Regions from separate parts of the Mus musculus genome. Here region 1 is linked to region 2. Evidence: chromatin contacts called from public HiChIP or PLAC-seq data. All regions are on one chromosome and are shown on one strand. The core of a region is the stretch at or near the end of the contact, and the rest is flanking DNA. Distances in the headings are between cores, read along the strand shown.

Region 1 (2,700 bases), core at 133-2,632, 230 kb after region 2:
GGTGGAGGCTGGAGCCATGGCTCAGAGGTTCCCAGGAACTACACTGTGGCTCATAGCCCCCTAGAATGAGATCTGGTGCCCTCTTCTGGCCTGTAGGCATATATGCAGGTAGACCACTTATACATAATAAATAAAATCTTCTTTTTAAAAAACACACACAAATGTTTACATAGGTCTGAAGTGTCTGATTGAAAATGTTTTGAAAAGACTAGAATCTAAAGCAAAAAAAAAAAAAAACTCCACTGGGATCTCTTTTTAAACAATCTTATTCTTTTCTATAGACAGTTTACATCTTGGGACTCATTTTTACTTGGTGAATTTATACAATTCAAGTCAGTGTTGAGTAATTATTAAATGATTTCCAAAAAAAGTGACTTCCATGACTTTTCCTTCACTGTAAAGTCCTGAAAGAGAGTACTATGTTTTCATAATATGGTATTTGTACCCCAGATGTAAGACCTAAGCTCAAATTGACAACATTTAAACTCTTATTTTGTACAGCTTGTATTCACATTTTTAATTATGTGTATGTGTGTGGGTTTATACACATGAGTAAAGTGCCCAAGAGGCTAGAAGAAGATGCCAGTCCCCTTGAAACCCAAGACGCAGGCAGTGGGGAGCAGCCTGGCATAGGTGCAGGTGCCGGGGCCTCTATAAACTACTGAACCATCTCTTCTCCTCCTAACTCGCTCTTATATTTATTTTTATATTCAAACCTCTGTTCAATACTACAAAAAAAAATGTTGTTTAGGAGACTGGTCTGGTACTGCTATATTTTCAAATGCTAAGTACTAAGCCCCCAAATCTGGTTGGCCCCTGACAAAATCCTCCCATACAACATATTATGTTATGTTACCCTGCTCCCAAAGCTCTTTGGGCTATAAAAGGCTATAAAGCCTGTGGTTGGGCAGTATAAGGTAGGCCGGCTTTCAGATACCTGGCTGGAGGTCACAGGTATAGAAAGGAGAGGAGAAGAAAGAAGTCCAAGGAGGGGATGGATTGTGAGCACATAGCCATGAGGTACATTGGCTGGGATGTGAGTTAGAACAGCTCTGAAACCTGCCCAGTCTAAGCTCACAGCTTGTAAATAAAAGACCTGGACTGTGTGTCTTTTACACGGACTAGCAAGAATTTAGAATTCATTTTATAGGGTATCATCAAAGAATGTTCTTGCAGGCACTAATATTCCCTAAGTTTTGAAGAGGGACATTAACAAGTATTTAAAAGACAAAAGCCAATAGCTACAAGACTAGTTTCACCCACTAGAGTCAATCCAGAACACGTTTTAAATGATTAAGGAATTGGTGGTGACTGTTGCCACCAAAGCAACTGTTCAAGATTAGCTTGTAACAAAAGCCATGGTCCATGGGCCACAAAGTACAATTAGCATCACAAGTGGGTGTTGCAGCAATAAGGGAGCAAGTTGGCTCCTGGAAGTGCTACTCAAGGTTCTTTATGCCCTGCAGTGTTGGATCTTAGAACATGACTGCAAACTGTAACTGCAGTTCAAATCCAAACTGTTCTTTCAATGTGCAGAGTTCGTTTTTTGTGTGTCCCTGGTCATCACCCTATGGTGAAGATCCTCAACCTCTTTTGTAGCCTAGGTGAGCAGACTTAGCTCCCCCAATAAGCGATGAGAAGAATGTTTTTTTATTCCGTCCCTACATATGAGGAGCGCAAGTATTTTTATTTCTTTAATTTAACCATGCAAAATGTGTTGACTTGACTGATTCACATGTAACTTTTTTCTCATATCTGTATCTGAGGGTGAATCCAGAGGAACGACTGTGATTGTCACAGGAAGCCGACTGTATTATTTAAGAGAATTCTAACAACTCCAAAGGGGGGGTCAAAAAATCACAGGAAAAAAAAAAAAAAGCTTCTTCAGGACAGCTAAAGAAATAAACAAACAGGAAGCCCACAAAATGAGATAGAATCTTTGCCGTGTGTGTGTGTGTGTGTGTGTGTGTGTGTGTGTGTGTGTGTGTGAGAGTGTTTGTGTGTGTGTGTGTGTGTGTGTGAGACATATGATAAAAATCCTGAATATACTAAGAACTCAAAAAGTTTAAAAAAAAAAAGATTCCCTATGAAACTGACTTGAGATCTAAACAGTTTTCAAAAGAAGAACGAAAACTGGCTAAGGCATGTGTGAGCAGCTATGGTGGCACACAACTTTAATTCCAGCACTCAGTGGACCTCCATGAGTTCAAAGCCAGCCTGGTCTATATAGTTTCAAGACAGCCAGAATTACATAGAGAGACCCTGCCCCCAAAACAAACAAACAAAAAGAAATAACTCAAAACTGCTCACTGCCCCAGCAATTAGGAAACTGCAAATCAACACAACTCTCAAAACTCATCTCACCCAGACAGAGTGGCAAACATCAACAAAGCAACCAGGAACTAAGACAGGGACGTGGAAAACGATGTGCGGGAAGTGAACCCCATTCACTACTGGAAGAACTGCAAACTGGTCCAGCCACTGTGCAATCAGAGTGAAGAATATTCAAAACTCTAACGATAAGTCTATCATTCGCCCCAGCTCTATAAATCCCTCCTCAGCATTTGCCCAAAGGACTCGCTCAGCCCTACTCCTCAGAGACCTCCTCGGCCAGGCTAGCTGCCACTTCATTCACACTCATAGGGAATGAAAGCAACCTAAAGCCTTCAGCTCATCTGGGAATAATGAAAATGTGGTACA
Region 2 (2,886 bases), core at 163-2,662:
AGAGGTCCAACTCTGATCCTTCAAGCACTTTATTGGCTGAGCTATCCCTATAGTCTTCAAATTGTTATTTGCCATAGACATACTTTTTTTTTAAGCTACTATTGTTTATTTGTTCATGCGGATTGTTTTACATGCGTTCTGGTCTTTTCTAAGGTATAGTCCGGTAGCCATTTTCAGGCTGAATGTACCAGCAGACTGGAGTAAAAACCGAAGGACTTGAGTAAATATTTTGAATTCTTCTGATGGCTCATTGTACATTTTTGAGAGCTGAGAGGTGAAGGGTGGGGCCTTTGCACGGAACGGCTAAGACGGGGTAATGAGAATGATAGTTTTGCGTTGAAGTGGGGAAATACTCGTGGGCATGTGTTAAAGAGGCCGTTATAAATCCCAGCTGAGGGCACCCTACAAAATAACAGTACTCGGGGAAAATCTGGGGATCAACCCAAGAAACTGAACCAGGAGCTTAGGAGAGATGAACAAAAGCGATGTCCTCCAACAGGAAATAAAAAAGCATTTGGTAAAAAGAAAACCTGAATAAATAGTGACTTAAACAAGTGCTTTGTACTTACATAAGTGGCTGAAACTGGGTACTAGATGTGAGTGAACTCTTTTAAAGTATCTTTTCAGTTTTTTGTGCAAATCCAAAACGGTTCTAAACAAGAGTTTCTCAAGAGGGGCCTAAAATAGCAGTCTTTCCTTAGGTTCATATTTTAAATAAGAATCCGAAGGAAGTGAAAGGTCTAATAGAAATCAGTAATATTCCAGAGATATTCTTGACTGTTCCCCCATCCCCCAAGCTAGTCCTTACTAGAAACTGTCTAATAACACATTCTCGACCATCTCTAATGCTCTGGAGAGGGAACACCAGGAAACCTTTTGCAAAACCCCCTTTGGTGCGGCTGCCGGGGTTGTTCCCAGGGCTAACGGGCGTGCCATCTGCTCGCAGCCCAGGTGCTAACCAGGGTTCACGTGTCACCTGGCGGCGCCGGGTGCTAGGGAGCCGCCCTGGCAGGTCCCGGCAACTCGGCTCCCGCAGGTTGCTGGGGGCAGGGCGGCGTCCGCAGCATCCCGCGCGTGCGGATCGTTTCCCCGGCTCCATCTGCTGCGCTGGGGGCCGGCGTGGGTCGGTCCCCCACAACAAAAGGGCGCCCCGCGGAGAGCGCGCCGGCCCGCGCCGCCCCGCCCCGGCTTCCCGCGTCCGCGCCCGCGTCCCCGCGGGAAACGCTCCCGCGTCACCGCCTCCAGGTACCCGGAAGGGGGAGGGGGCGAGGCGACAACAATCCGGCGGGCGGGCGAAGGGGAGGAAAGGCGCGGCGCCGAGCGCCAAGACAGCGAGGGGCGGGGCTTCGGGCCGTGCCGCCGCGCCATTGGTCGGCACCGCCCCGCCGGCCGCCGCGCATTGGTGAATGCTCAAATTCAGTCTCAAGGCGCCAGAGGAGGTGTTTTAGCGGGGACCGCGATCCAGGGCTGGAGCTTGGCTTAGGCGGGTAGGAGACGCTGTCGCTACGCGGACACCGCGGGTGGAGCGGAGGATCTGCGAGCCTTGCCCTGCCCTGCCCATGTCGCCAGCCGGCCGCTGAGATCTACACGCTCTGCCCGCTCACGCGTGCGGCTGCGGACGTCCCCGGAGAGACCCTCCATCGCGCAGCGACAGTAAGGAAGCGTGCGGCCCCCTCGGATGGGGAGGCGGGAATGCGGAGACGGGTTACCCGCCGCCCTGGATGCCGTCCCACAGGCCCCGGGTCCGAGTGCCCCCTGGGGTTGTGCTGGCTGCAGCGCTAGGTGAAGGAGGCTGGTCCCCACTACCACCTACCCCCACGATTTAGGGGTCCCCTGGGAAGAGTTTCACTTGGGGTGTGCTTAGATGCCTAGGGAGGGGCTGAGCGCTTCCCGCATGGGTTGGTCTCTAGATCAGGTTTCAGTCTACCCCCTAGATCAAACCCACTCAAAGTTGAATTCCTCCCGGTTCTTTGCGCCAAAATTAACTGACCTGGGAGACCCTGTAACTTTCTTGGCATTTGCCTAACACCTTCCTTCCTTGGTAACTATTTTGCCTGTTGCTTTTCATAAAGGATTGCAGTTTTGTTCAGTTTTTTCGTCTTCCCAGATTTCCAGTGATTCCTAAGTATATTTTAAGTGTTTGTCCGTGTGAGTTTTAATGAGGAATGGAGGGTGTCTTCATTCTTGGAAAATTCCAGGAATGCTGTAGGAAGGGAAAGTTGATGTTCACAAGTGGCATTTTGTCGTTGTTGTTGTAGGGGGAAATAAATGTAAAATCATTTTCTGATATAGTTGTGTGTTCCAGATGGAGGTGAATTGTTTAACACTAAAAGACTTGATCAGCCCCAGGCAGACCAGACTAGATTTTGCCATTGAAGATGCAGAGAACGCACAAAAGGTAAGCACAAATAAATACTTTATAGTCTCCAGCATGTTTTGGATGGTGATGCCTAGCTTTCGTCTCGTATACAGCATAATTGTGATGGCCGTTATAGAGGAGTTTTTAGAGAATGGGGCCATTGCGACCTTTGTTTCGGCTCCTCTTAAGTCATTAGTGTTGGAACCAGCTTCTGAAGCCAAAGGTGCATTCTGGATGCAGTGATCAGAAGTTTGTGATGCCTAGAGATCCCAAGGGCAGTTGAATTAATGTTGGAAGAAATTAGAAAGCGTTAATTCCCTGGAACAGGATTTTGTTGTTGTAAATACTGGATTTAATGTCCGAATGCTGAGAAACACCACCTTCCTCCTAATGGACCAACTACAGAGATGTCTCCCAAGAGTTACAGCCTTGCCTCCTAGACAGGGGTCAATGTGACTGACCCTCACCAGCTCCTCTGAATAGTTGACAGCCCTTCTGCTTCAGATATACTGAGCCACACACTCAGC

The links. HiChIP or PLAC-seq counts read pairs in DNA pulled down with a chosen protein or histone mark.
Region 1: an H3K4me3 HiChIP or PLAC-seq map of embryonic stem cells shows a contact between it and region 2, with 21 read pairs. The contact joins the enhancer-like site here to the promoter of E2f7 in region 2. A contact is called at or near these places in 15 of 39 promoter capture datasets (the 3T3-L1 cell line, 3T3-L1-derived adipocytes, the C10 cell line and 9 more), 1 of 15 datasets of contacts at CTCF or cohesin (the NIH/3T3 cell line), 2 of 484 Hi-C or Micro-C datasets (cortical neurons and muscle stem cells), 10 of 115 datasets of contacts at active chromatin or transcription factors (astrocytes, embryonic forebrain, embryonic limb bud and 3 more) and 3 of 9 other capture datasets (adipose tissue, embryonic stem cells and liver).

What each region holds. Positions count from the first base shown.
Region 1 is chr10:110,976,194-110,978,893 of GRCm38.p6, forward strand. The region is part of intron 3 of Zdhhc17 (zinc finger, DHHC domain containing 17); the gene reads right to left. Among named protein-coding and RNA genes, the nearest start is that of Zdhhc17, 33 kb to the right of the region's middle. Within about 2 kb of position 1,383, at least 5 of the 459 cell types and tissues checked have an H3K27ac peak or open chromatin away from gene starts, as enhancers often do. A contact at or near this core is called in embryonic stem cells, where this site is marked.
Region 2 is chr10:110,744,027-110,746,912 of GRCm38.p6, forward strand. E2f7 (E2F transcription factor 7) reads left to right here and starts at 1,413. Exons shown (of 13, transcript NM_178609.5): 1 at 1,413-1,653; 2 at 2,306-2,398. The coding sequence starts at 2,306.